2 separate regions of the Sus scrofa genome follow, and region 1 is linked to region 2. Evidence: chromatin contacts called from public Hi-C data. All regions are on one chromosome and are shown on one strand. The core of a region is the stretch at or near the end of the contact, and the rest is flanking DNA. Distances in the headings are between cores, read along the strand shown.

Region 1 (6,395 bases), core at 395-2,894, 240 kb after region 2:
ATGACCTAGCTTCTAAATTTAGCACTCCATAGGTACAAATGCTCAGAAAATAATAAATAAAGAGAATTCTCATGGTCACTGTGATTTATAAGCTTTTATATTAGTCACACTACAAACTCTAATATAGCTGAGTTACCTCTGCTCTGAACATCTCAGGATTCTGGTTAAAGATACATAGTTTCCCTCAACTGTTCCTTTGCTTACAGTTGGCACAGATTTTCTGCAAGCCACGTATAAGGCACATGCTAACCAATGAAGATCATTTCCCTGTAACATAAAAGAAAACTGATTTTAGTTAAATAACACCTCAGTTAGACCTTCCCATTCTGAGCCTATTCGCCTACTTGCCATAAACTATAAAATAACTTAAGAAAATCATATGGCCTCCTGTTTAAATACCACTCAAACAGGCAGTCAAACAGCAGATAAACAATGTAGACTTCCGTGTCACTTCCCATTGGCCCATAAAGGGGAGGTGCCTACAGAGTAGAGCCTCACTGGCTAGAATGGCCATTTTTCTCCTCTGCAAGCCCCGTCCAAAGAAAGAGACAAAACACACCTTGATCACAGCGACTATAAGAGTCCTGTGCAATGTCTGGGGGGACCAAAAGGTCCCCAAGGTCGCCCCATTTCTGACTTCCTAGAGACGTGAGTCTATATCTAGGCAGGCAGAAAGCTCGTTTCTTTTGCTCTACGGAAGATTCGTCTTTGTTTACACATACATAAACACAGCCCGAAACGTTAACAATGTACTCAAACGGATACACTGCCTGAACGAAAGCAATTTGCTACAAGAGGAAAAGAACTGAAGAAGCCTGGAAACGCAGGCGCTAAAATCGGGTTAATCTCGGTGCGAACGTAGGCAAGTCCCTGCACCCCACCCCCACCCCCCCGAGTATGGTCTTGATCTTGACAACTGCACCTGTTCATTCTGCCAACAAGGTGGTTGTGTTTTTGTAATTGGACTCCAGCCCAACCTCAGCCTCGCAGTGCTACTTTAGGGCAAGGGCTGTTCTCCCTTCGGAACCGGAGAGGGAAGAGCAGCGAGTCAGGGTTCACTTTCCGGACCGTCAAGAGTTTTTCAAGAGCCAGGTTTCCAGAACGAAGCTGCGCAGAGAGGTTTCCCTCCCGGCTCAAGGCTGGGGTCGGCCCGGGGGATCCCCCCGCAGGGCGTCCTAGCCGGGGTGAGATGGGGCCCCGTCCCCGGAGGCGAGGCGCGACCACTAGGCCCAGAAAGCCGCTGGTCTCCTCCCCCGGGCTCACCTCCAGCGTGTAGCTCTCGCTCATGCTCCGGTAGCTGTCCCAGGCCTCCGCCCGCGCCGCCTCGTCCATGTTCAGTCGGCTGCACAGCTCTTCAAACCGTTGCTGGGTCTGAGGGGCTGGCGACCGAGAAGGCTGCGCGGCGTCCTCCGCCTCGCCATCGTCTTCCTCCTCCTCGTCCGAGGCCGCCGCCGCCGGAGGGGGAGGAGGGGGCGGCGGCGACTGGTCGCCTCCCGACGGCATAGTGCACACCTGGGCGGCCGGTCCTCAGGTGAGCCGAGGGCCCGGGCCCGCAGCCATTCAAACCGCAAAGCGCCCGCCTGTCCGCCGCCCGCTTCAAGACTGCGCCGCCGCCAACGGCGCTAGACCTCACGTCGGCACCCGTAGTTCCGAGTGAGGCCTGCTGGGAAATGTAGTCCAGCCCACGGGGATCAAAAATCATATTTTAAAAATCATCTCGTGTCGTCTCCCTCCGGGTTAAATAAAAGGGACTTTTGTATATTTCAGGTACCTCCTCATAGAGAGACCATTTTTGCAGGGCTGTATTGAAGAGAAACCATCCAAGAAACATTGACTTGAGAAGGTGTAGTGTCCAAGATGTCCCCAGAATACCCATCACCTGCGCGTCCTTATCTAAAAAATAAATATTATAGTAAGAGTCTGCCTAAATTCAAATTTAGGGGTCTCTTTTAGTTTTTTACTGTTTTTAAATTTCATGTGAGACTTTCAAGTAATTATTGGATTTTTTTTTTAAGTATTAATTCTTTTTTCCCCATAGGGTGAATTTATCTTCACCTACAGGTGACTGTATTTGTACTATTCTTAGTCACTCCGTTGCTTTAAATTCATTCTTTTATTTTCATTTTGCTATCTCTGTTCAAATCTTTATGAATCCCTATATTTCCAATCCTTATGGATTTACAGGGGGTACAGTATAAAACATTTTCATGCACTAGGAGTCTTAAGGCATTGAAGTTTTGTATGGGGTCACTTCTCTCTCTCTTTCCACTGAATCTCTAAACCCAGCCACCATACTGTGAGGAAGCCCAGGTCCCTTGGAGAAGCCTCTTCTCCAAGAGGAAGCTTTCATCAGTGAAAGGGATGAAAATATTTTATTCCATCACTACTGACATTAGGGGGAAGAACTGGGTTCTGTTTTGATTTGTGCAGAGATGATTGAGGTTTTAAAGGAGAGATGAAGGAGAAGAGATGGTGCGAGAGCAGAGCTCAAGAAAAAAAAGTAGGAAGGATTGGTGAGTATGAATGTGATTAGGCCACCAGGTTCTGCTAGTTGTCAGTTTGTTGAAGTTAGAAGACAGCCCTCCCTGGAGTTCCCATTGTGGCACAGTGGGTTAAGGATCCCTGGCCTTGCTCAGTGGGTTAAGGATCTGGCGTTGCCATGAGCTGTGATGTAGGTCGCAGACACGGCTTGGATCCGGAGTTGCTGTGGCTCTGGTGTAGGCCAGCAGCTACAGCTCCAATTAGACCCCTAGCCTGGGAACCTCCATATGCCGAGGGAAGCGGCCCTAGAAAAGGCAAAAAGACAAAAAAAAAAAAAAAAAGAAGAAGAAGAAGACAATCCTCCCACAGAGACTGGGAGATGAGGCCATATCCTTCCTGATGACTACATTTCAAAGGAATATGTACAGGTCATTAAGAAAAACACCCATGATATGTAAAAGATGCAGTGGGCCCTCAGTCTGCAAAGGTTGTGCATCCACAGGTTCAATCATTTGTGGATCAAAAATATATTTTTTATGAGTTCCTGTTGTGGCGCAGCAGAAACGAATACGAGTAGAAATCATGGGGTTGCAGGTTTGATCCCTGGCCTCACTCAGTGGGTTGGGGATCTGGCGTTGCCGTGAAGTGTGGTATAGGTTGAAGACTCGGCTCAGATCTGGCCATTGCTGTGGCTGTGGCTTAGGGCAGCAGTTGTAGCTCTGATTTGACCCCTAGCCTGAGAACTTCCATATGCCGTGGGCGCGGCCCTAAAATATATATATATATATATTTTTTTTTATTTTCAGAAAGTTCAGGAGTTCCCCTGGGGTATAGTAATTTAAGGATCTGGCATTGTAACTGCAGCAGCTCGGGTGGCTGCTGTGATATAGGTTCAGTCCCTGGGCAGGGAACTTCTGTGTGCCTTAGGCATGCCCATCTTAAAAAAAATTCCAGAAAGTTCTAAATAGCAAAACTTGCATTTGCCACTCATCCTGGCAACTATTAAATAGTATTTACATTATATTTACAACTATTTACATCATATGTACATTGTATTAGGTTTTGTAAGTAATCTAGTGATGATTTAAAGCTTACACAGAAAAGAGTTCCCACTGTGGCACAGGGGTAAATGACCCGGCACTATCCCTTGGCAGCATGGGTTTGATCCTGGCCTGGAAACTTCCATATGCTGCCAGCGCAGCCGTAAACATGCAAACAAACAAATAAGTAAATAAATTCTACGTGAGGATATACATGACTTATATGGAAATACTATCACATTTTATATAAGAGGCTTGAGTCTCAGCATATTTTGGTATTTTTAGGACTCCTGGAACCAGTTCCCACAGATACCAAGGACAACTGTACATCTCAAAAGGACAAAAGAAAGAATTATAATTGAAAGCCCTTGTTAGTAAATGCTGTAAGAAAGGGAGGTCTGGGGCCTCTCATCAGGCATTGGCAAGAATTTAAATTCCGGCAGCACTGACCTTTCTCAGGCAGGTCGTTTAATGGGGTCTGGAGTCATTCGAGGACACAGCCTTATGCTGCTAGAAGCCATGCTAGAGTTTGAGCATCTCTGAGTACAAGAGTTTGAAGGAGATTTCTGCTGTTCTCATCAGGCACATAGGACCTCGGGCCCCTGGCTCTCAGCCCTCAACCATGCAGAATGAGCCAGTTTGGAACCAGATCCTCCAGCCTCCAGTCAAGCTGTCCCAGCTTATTCAAGAAGGAGCAGGCATGAACCATCCCACTGATCTCTGCCCAGCTGCTGCAGATCTGTAGGCAAAAGAAATGGTCACAGATGCGGCTCGAATCAGGTGTTGCTGTAGCTGTAGAGTAGGCCAGCAGCTGTAGCTCTGATTCGACTTTTAGCCTGGAACTTCTATGTGCCATGGGTGTGGCTCTAAAAAAAAAAAAAAAAGAAATGGTTATTATTGTCTCAAGCCACGAAGTTTTAGGATGGCTTGTTATGCAGGAATAATCACGCACCTGTTAAGTGTAAGATGCATCTATCAATTCTCGTGAGAGAAACAAATTGCTTAGTAATTGAAATTTTTTCTTGGTAATATTATATGTCTTCACTAGTCTCCCCAAGAGATTAAAAATTTTAAATTTAAAAAGCTAAAATTACTTCATATTCGATAGGAACATTCCTTTTAAGAAAGAGCTAGAATTTAAGTCACTTTTTTTTTTTTTTAGAGCTGCACCTGTCACATATGGAAGTTCCCAGACCATGGGTTGAGCTGGAGCTGCAGGCCTATGTCATAGCCACAGCAACCCCAGGCCTGAGCCACAGCCACAGTAACACTGGGCCTGAGCTGCATCTGTGACCTCTGCTGCAGCTTCCAGATCCTTAACCCACTGCCAAGGCCTGGGATGGAACCCACATCCTCACGGACATTATGTGGGGTTCTTAACCCGCTGAGCCACAACAGGAACTCTGTGGTCCGAGCCACTTTTGGTGATAGAGATGAACAGATTTGGCCATAGTTTTTGAGCAAGTTGTCAAGAAAAGAGGTGAAATTCGATGTCTAGACTATGCATATCAACCTTGTATTCCCCTTATCTCACCTCCTTCTCCTCCTGGAAGTTGGAGCAGCTGCCTTAAAAACCAGTTCTGCTCACCTCTTTGCCCTGTTGTAATGGTTTCTTGCTGCTTTGAAGTTGAAACCCTCCACAGCCTTCAGCTTTGCTCCCACCTGCCTCTTTATCTTCATTGAGCGTCACTCCCCCCACCTCTTCAGTCACTCCTTTCCACCAGTCAAGTACCACCTTCAGTGTCAATTCTCTTTTTTTTTTTTTGTCTTTTTGGGGCCACACCACAGCATATGGAGGTTCCCAGGCTAGAGGTCAAATTGGAGCTTAGCCGATGGCCTACACCACAGCCACAACCACACCAGATCCTTAACCCACTGAGTGAGGCCCAGGATGGAACCCTCGTCCTCGTGGATATCAGTCAGTTTAACCGCTGGGCCAAGACGGGAACACTTCAATGTCAGTTTCTCAGATTTCCCTATTAAATATTGCAATATCTAAAAATAAATTTACCTTTACATTATTGATATCACCCTAAAAAGTATGACTTAACAGTGAAATTTCACATAAACTTTTTATACAGTGAAACACATGGTCTTCAAACTTTTTGGTTATGTCCTTCTAAAGGAATTACCTTCTAGGGAGTTCCTGCTGTGCCACAGTGGGTTAAGAATCTGATTGCAGTGGCTCGGGTTGCTATGGAAGTGCCCATTTGATCTCTGGCGCCACACAATGGGTTAAAGGATCTGGCATTGCCACAGCTGCAGCATAGGTCGCAGCTGTGGCTTGGATCCAATCTGTGGCCAGGAACTTCCATATGCTGTGGGTGAGGTGTTAAAAAAAAATACCTTCTAGAATATTTTAAAGTTGGCAGCTAAAATTTTTCAGAGTTCCTTGGTGGACTAGTGGATTAAAGATTGGGCATTGTCACTGCTGTGGCTCACGTTGGATCACTGGCCCAGGAAATTCTACATGACGTGGGAAGGGCCAAAAAATTTTGAAAATTAAAAATTTTAATTTTAATTAAAAGTTTGATCTGGAGCAGAAGATATAATATCCCAAATATAACTATAGATCATTTAAAATAAAACTGTTAGTAAACTTGAAATATATCCAGTGGACACTAAATGTCGTAGCAAATACTATCATTGATATATACAATGGAATACTACTCAGCCATAAAAAAGAATGAGGGAGTTCCCACTATGGCTCAGCAGTTTATGAATCTGACTAGTATCCATGAGGATGTGGGTTTGATCCTTGGCTTCACTCTGGGTTAAAGGATCTGGTGTGGCCATCAGCTGTGGTGTAGGTCACAGATGCAGCTTGGATCTGCTGTTGCTATGGCTGTGGCTAGGCTGGCAGCTGCAGTTCCA
Region 2 (6,931 bases), core at 2,868-5,367:
TTCAGAGGCCCTATTGACAGCCTGATTCCACACCTATCTCTAGACCTATGAGCTAATACGATTTTGTTTTAAAACATCCAGTTTGTGGTAGCTTGTGCCAGCAGCCCTAGAAAACCAATATAAATGGGAGAACCACTTCAGAAAATTGTTTAGCAGGGTCTTATAAGGTGAAACACAGAACTACTACAGGACTCACCAATGGGCTCCTGGGTATTTATCCAAAAGAAATGAAAACTTAGACTTATCCATGAAGGTCATAGCAGCTTTTTTCATAACAGCCCTCGGCCAGAAATGATCCAAATGTTCAGCAACAAGTAAATAAATAAACAAATGGGGTCAAGCCATACGGTAGACGACTTATCAGCAAGAAAAAGGAATGAACTATTGATACAAACAACATGAAAAAAAATCTCAAAAATTATGCCGAGTGAAAGCAGATACATACAGTATACTTCTATCTATATAAAATTCTAGATAATACAGATTCATCTACAGTCATAGAAAACCTACCAGTAGTTGCTTAGGAGCCAAGGTGGAGGAAGAGACTGACTACATATCAGCAAGAGGAAACTGCTGGAAGAGACTGAAATGCTCTCTACATCAACTGTGACAGTGGTTTCACAGGGGTATACATCTGCCATGACTCATCAAATTGGGTCCTACAAATGGGTGCAAATTACCACACGTAAATTACACCTCAATAAAGGTGATTAGAAAAAGGAGAAAATGGAGTTCCCGTCGTGGCGCAGTGGTTAACGAATCCGACTAGGAACCATGAGGTTGCGGGTTCGGTCCCTGCCCTTGCTCAGTGGGTTAACGATCCGGCGTTGCCGTGAGCTGTGGTGTAGGTTGCAGACGCGGCTCGGATCCCGTGTTGCTGTGGCTCTGGCGTAGGCTGGTGGCTACAGCTCCGATTCGACCCCTAGCCTGGGAACCTCCATATGCCGCGGGAGCGGCCCAAGAAATAGCAACAACAACAACAAAAGACAAAAAAAAAAAAAAAGAAAAAAAGAAAAAGGAGAAAATAATGCACGTGTAAATGAATATCTTATATTTAAGATTTAAAACTTTATTTCCTGGGAGTTCCTGTCGTGGCTCAGCAGAAATGAATCTGACTAGCATCCATGAGGACGCAGTTTTGATCCCTGGCCTCGCTCAGTGGGTCAAGGATTTGGCATTGCTGTGAGCTGTGGTGTAGGTCAAAGGCTACAGCTCCAGTTCAACCCCCAGCCTAGGAACCTCCATATGCCACAGGTGCGGCCCTAAAAAATTAAAAATTAAAAAACTCCATTTCCTATACTTTGTTCTAGCCAATAATGTTTCATAAATAAACAAATTTTAAATAAAGATCACAGTCAGACAATTAGATATATGAATTCAACATGTTTCACAAGTAGAAGATAGAAAAAAGCTTTGGAGTCTGGGCCCTAGTTTTGCACAGCAACCAAGTGGCCTTGGGCAAGTTAAAAGGTCTACAGCCTTGGTCTCAAAATCCATTAAATGTGGATGATATATTTTTTCTTTTTTGCTTTTTAGGGCTGCACTTGTGGCATATGGAGGTTCCCAGGCTAGGAGTCAACTTGGAAGCTACAGCTGCCAGCCTGCACCACAGCCACAGCAGCGCAGGATCATCTGCAGCTCACACCACAGCTCACAGCAACACCAAATCCTTAACCCACTAAGCGAGGCCAGGGATCAAACCTGCATCCTCATGGATCCTTGGTGGGTTCATTAACCGCTGAGCCACAAAGGGAATTCCTGGATGATATTAACAAAGACTGCACGGGCAACCGTTATGGTTTCAATAGAGTAAAAGCTTCTTTGTGCAGGGATCTATCTTAGCCAAAATCATAGTCACGTGTCTGGCAATAATAGGTGCAAAATAAATCTTTACAGAAAAAAAATGAGTAACTTTAAATGTACACCCAAAAGGTAAGAGACATCATGCACAGTACCACTGTGTGACATTTCTTTGCACTGCTGCACGTAGACTAACACAAGAAGATCTTCCCCCTTCATACCCACCTTTACATACTGCCCTTATCACATACAGACTCAAGCGTGGAAACTTCAGGTCCCTAGTGAAATGTTGCTATAACCTGGGTCAAAATAGACGCTTTTTTTTTTTGCTGTGCTTGCAGCATGCTGAAATTCCCAGACCTGAGATGGAATCTGAGCCACAGCAGTGACAACCCTGAATCCTTAACCCCTAGGCCACCAGGGAAGTCCTATAATAGAACACATTCTATATTATATATATGTATGTGTGTATATATACACATATTTTTTTTTATAGGCTACACCCCCAGCACATGGACATTCCCAGGTCAGGGACTGAATCTATACTGCAACCTATGCTGTAGCTGCAGCAACACTGAATGCTTTAACCCACTGTGCCAGGCCAGGGATGGAACCTGCGCCTTTACAGCAACCCCGGCTGCTTCTGACAGATTCTTTTTTTTTTTTTTTTTTTTTTGTCTTTTTAGGGCTGCACCTGAGGCATATGGAGGTTTACAAGTTAGGGGTCAAATAGGGACTACACCACAGCCACAGCAACACCAGATCCGAGCTGCATCTGCAACCTACACCACAACTCACAATGCCGGATCCTTAACCCACTGAGCGAGGCCAGGGGTTGAAACTGCGTCTTCATGGATCCGAGTCAGATTCGTTTCCACTGAGCCACAAGCGGAACTCCATGCAGTCAGATTCTTAACCCTCTGTACCACAGCGGGAACTCCCACATTTTATATTTTAAATCCATAGAGGTGTTACCCTAAGATAAAGTGAGTTCACTTGTAGGACCCTAAATTCTATAAGAGTACAAACGGTGTCTGCTTCACTTACCAATGCTTCTCACTTCCAATAACTACCTAATACAGAGTGAGCAACAAACAGCATGTGTAAAGACCCTGTAACCAAATAAAGCACAGGAAAGAGAAACTTCTAAGAAGGCCAAAGTGGCTGATGGGCAGAGAGCAGGGAGGGTGTCACATCCCTTGAGGTTGTGGATGATGCAGGTAGGTTCTACACCATGCAAAACACTGTGGGCCATGTGAAGTTTTGTCTTTATCCCAAGAGCAAGGAAAGCCATGAAAGATTTTTAAACAGGTGGCTGGCAGAGGAGTTAGGAAGGAAAGAGTCATGATTAGATTTGCATTTTGAAAAGCTCACACACTGCAGTGTGGAGAAGAGACTGGTTGTGTGGGAAGAGCAACAGAAAGGAAGCAAGGCGTAAGGTGAATATGGACCAAGAGACGACTGGAACAGTCCATGGAAGAGGTAATTGTAGCTTGGTCCAAGGTGGTAAAGATGGAAAAAAGTGAACCAATGTATTTAGACAAATCACGACTTGATTTGGGGAATGAGGGAAACAGTTCTTCTGAGGCTTAAGTCTTCTTCTGTAAAACAGAATTGATGTTACTCCATCTGTATAATATCTATCTTGCAATCTGCTGTGATAAAAAAATATGAAATAATACAAATATTATGAAAACGCAGAGCCTGACACTAATAAATGATTTTTAAAAAATTCTATTACTGTGACTACTGTCATCCCATGGAACAAGCAACTGTTACAGGATGAACCCCAAAAGGAGAAAATAGGAGTGTAGTTAAAGATCCTATCCGCTGTGATGAAGACACAGAACATACACTGTTTGAAAACAGCACAGCTGAATACACAGATATTTCACCTACATCTACCCCAGTCCTCAGAAATCATTACCGAAGAGGAAGCACAACTGTTACGATCACAGGCATATTCGAGTCCGGTAAACTGAGGCACAAGAGTAGCTACAAATTTAATCAAGGAATTAGATGCAGAAGCAGGACAAGGAAAGGGGTGTCTAGATTCTCATGTGAGCTGATCCAACGGGACTAGGCCTGCAAACAGCACGAATTTACAACCCCCAAAGTCTCTGGTTCCCTTGCTAACAAGGCCTTGTCATCCCTTGGCTTAAGATCGTGGGTGCGCTCGCCATCCAACCAAGTCCTTCGGGTTCCCAGCCCCCATTACAAGTGCATGAAAGATCCCAGACTCTGAGGAGCCCAAGATACCTTAGCTTCGCGCTCTCGTTCCTCGGCGGTTGGGGTTCGCTTCATGCTGCTGCTATAGCCTCCTTCGCCACTGCTAGCCGCGTAGATTCCGCGCCCTGGACCCCGCCTCCTCTGTGTAGTTCTCTCGGGATCTTGCTCCCGCCTGGCGCCATTCGCTCTCGGAGCCGCGAGAACTACCACTCCCAGAGCGCACCACGGCTACGCCGGAATTAGCCTCGGGGTTTGGAGCAAGAGAATTTCCCAGGTCCAACAGCTGGGTGATCGTAGTCCGCAGCGCAGCGAGCAGGAGGGCCACGGCCCGAGGAGAACTACATTTCCCAGGAGTCAACGGAGCCTGCCATGTTTTTTCCCGTGCTCCTCTCGGCCAGCCGCCCCACTTGCCGTCGGCGCTATAGCAACGGTAACTAGCGGCTGAGAGAGAGTGGCGGTGAGTATTCTGGGGGAGCACAGGGGAGGAAGGGGGCAGATCTGCAGCACGGGCCACGGTCCTGGGGTCTGCTCTACCATCTGGAGAAGACCCTGGAGTTCTGCTCGCGTGAAGAGCAGCCCGGCCCGAGACACCACTTCCTCAGGCCTGAATCACAGGCAGCCTATATTATTCCCACGCCCCGCACCGGTTTGAAATTTTCTATCCTAGCCCTGAAACCTAGCTCTCGAGAGCTAATGCTAATTGCCATGACTAGCTAGGTCCTTCTTTAAGTAGGTCCCAGAAACAGTATGCTTATTTGTCCTGGGTTAGGAGTTCGTTGGGAAACCCTAATAAGCCTCTTGAGTGACATTTTGTTTGCTCAGTTATTTACAATTATTTGTTTATCGTGATTACCCCATAATCTATCAAGGTGGGAGTCTTTGTTTACCATTTTAGTCTTAGTGGCAGGTATTCAATTATTCATTCCATAAAACAATGTAGGTGCCCACTCTGTGCTAGGCACTGTTCCGACCAGCTATGAACAGGACTGATGCGGGTCTTAAGACGCTTATACTTTATTAGTGAAGATGAAATAGTAACGAACTAGTAAATAAGATTATTTCATATCGAGCTGATTGCTATACAAGAAACAAATGGTGCTGAACTTGGAAGGAAGGGTACTCTAACATAGGAAGATCAGGGAAGGCCTCTCTGAGGAAGTGATATTTGAGCTGGACACCAAAGAATGAGGAGCCACCTCATGCAAAGGCCTTGGGCAAGACAAGGATACTGTGAATTCAAAGAACCTAGAGAATAGTGTGAGTGGTGCATAATGAGCCAGGAGGGATTGCCTGAAAAGATATTGGAGAGACATTGCAGCCCCGTGCAGGGTTTCTCAACCTTGGCTCTATTAACATTTGAGGCCACATAGTTCTTTGTTGTGGTTCAATGTTTAACATCATCTCTTGACCACTAGATACCAGTATCACTGGTGCCCCCCACCTTCCCAGTTGTGACAACCAAAAATAGGACCAGACAGCTACTTGGAATATGTGTGAACTTGGGCAAAGTACCTAAGCCTTGTCTCAGTTTCTTCATTAGTAGCAAACGTAAGTAACAACCTCACAAGCCTATTGTGAGATATTTCATTAATTTACACAAGCAGAGCACTTAGGAGAGTGCCTAGCACATTTTAGCGAGAATTCAATAAATGTTAACACCATCATCATCGTTATTGTTATAAAAGTACCAAATTCTCTCAGGGAAAAGTTATCATTTTCGTGGGAGTTCCCATTGTGGCTCAGTGGGTTAGTAGCCCAATTAAAATTCATGAGGATGCAGGTTTGATCCCTAGCCTCGCTCAGTGGGTTGGGGATCCCACTTTACCGTGGGCTTTGGCGTGGGTTGTGGTTGTGGCTCGGATCCTGTGTTGCTGTGGCTGTGGTGTAACCCGGCAGCTGAGCTCTGATTTGACCCCTGGCCTGGGCACGTCCATGTGCCACAGGTGCAGCCCTAAAAAGACAAAAAGGAGAAGTTATTATTTTCACAAGTGACCTGTGTTTAAACATCTTGATAATTTGGTTCCTAATTGACCTTTCCTGTAGCAGTGTTTCCAAATGAAGTAGATGATCTCCCAGGCATATGTCTGTGAGCTGTTTATGTCACAGTAAAATGCAGTTGTTCTCAACTTTTGACAAGTTATAATAAAAGTTATTAATCCTCTCCCTAAAACATAATGTATTTCCCCATAATGCATACAAGATTTTGGAAACCATCTCTGGATCCACAGACCCTGAAGCCCCAAGGACTCCATTCATCCATTCAACGACTATTTAGTGAATGCCAGCAATGTGCCCAGGGCCCTGTGTCAGCCTCTGAGAGTACAGAGGTGAACACGACAGACCAGCTTGCTACTCTTTCAGACTTTACAGTCCAGGACCAACATGCTAGAGACTGGGAACCTCCGCCTTAGGCATCTTCATTGTTGATTTGCATTTGGCATTCTGGGTGGATTGAAATGAAAAATTTTTTTTTAATTTTTGGCATTACTAACCGTTGTATGGACTGCTACATTCACTTATAAGACTTAAGTTACTGGGATGCATCTTTGTAAAGACCAGAAACTGTAAAAATGCCAGAATTAGCTGGACAGCCTCTCTATGGAGGTAGGAAGCCCTGGGACCTAGGCCTCATGGCAACAAAGGACACAACAAAAACAAATCCAGCTGATGAGTTTATGAACCCTCTTTGATAAAATTCAGAGCTACCCACTCCTTTTGTGCATCAAGCTGACTATTAATATTCACGCGATATTGACATCCCAGGCAAGTGTGCTAAATGCTTTTAATTTACCATTTCACTAACCTTTAAAATACTCTGTGAGGTAGTATTGTTTTCTGCATTTTGAAAAATTAAGTAACTACAACTCAAGAGATTAGGTGACCTGACCAGCCAGTAGAAACA

The links. Hi-C and Micro-C count contacts between places; a contact is called where the count stands out from the background.
Region 1: a Hi-C map of liver shows a contact between it and region 2, with 7 times the contacts expected there. The contact joins the promoter of RBL2 here to the promoter of FTO in region 2. A contact is called at or near these places in 3 of 47 Hi-C or Micro-C datasets (heart right ventricle, liver and skeletal muscle).

The regions. Positions count from the first base shown.
Region 1 is chr6:31,800,403-31,806,797 of Sscrofa11.1, forward strand. RBL2 (retinoblastoma-like protein 2) reads right to left here and starts at 1,645. Exons shown (of 22, transcript XM_021094168.1): 1 at 1,264-1,645; 2 at 137-267. The coding sequence starts at 1,503.
Region 2 is chr6:31,560,557-31,567,487 of Sscrofa11.1, forward strand. FTO (fat mass and obesity associated) reads right to left here and starts at 4,118. Exons shown (of 9, transcript NM_001112692.1): 1 at 4,060-4,118. The coding sequence starts at 4,104. RPGRIP1L (protein fantom) reads left to right here and starts at 4,381. Exons shown (of 25, transcript XM_021097100.1): 1 at 4,381-4,486.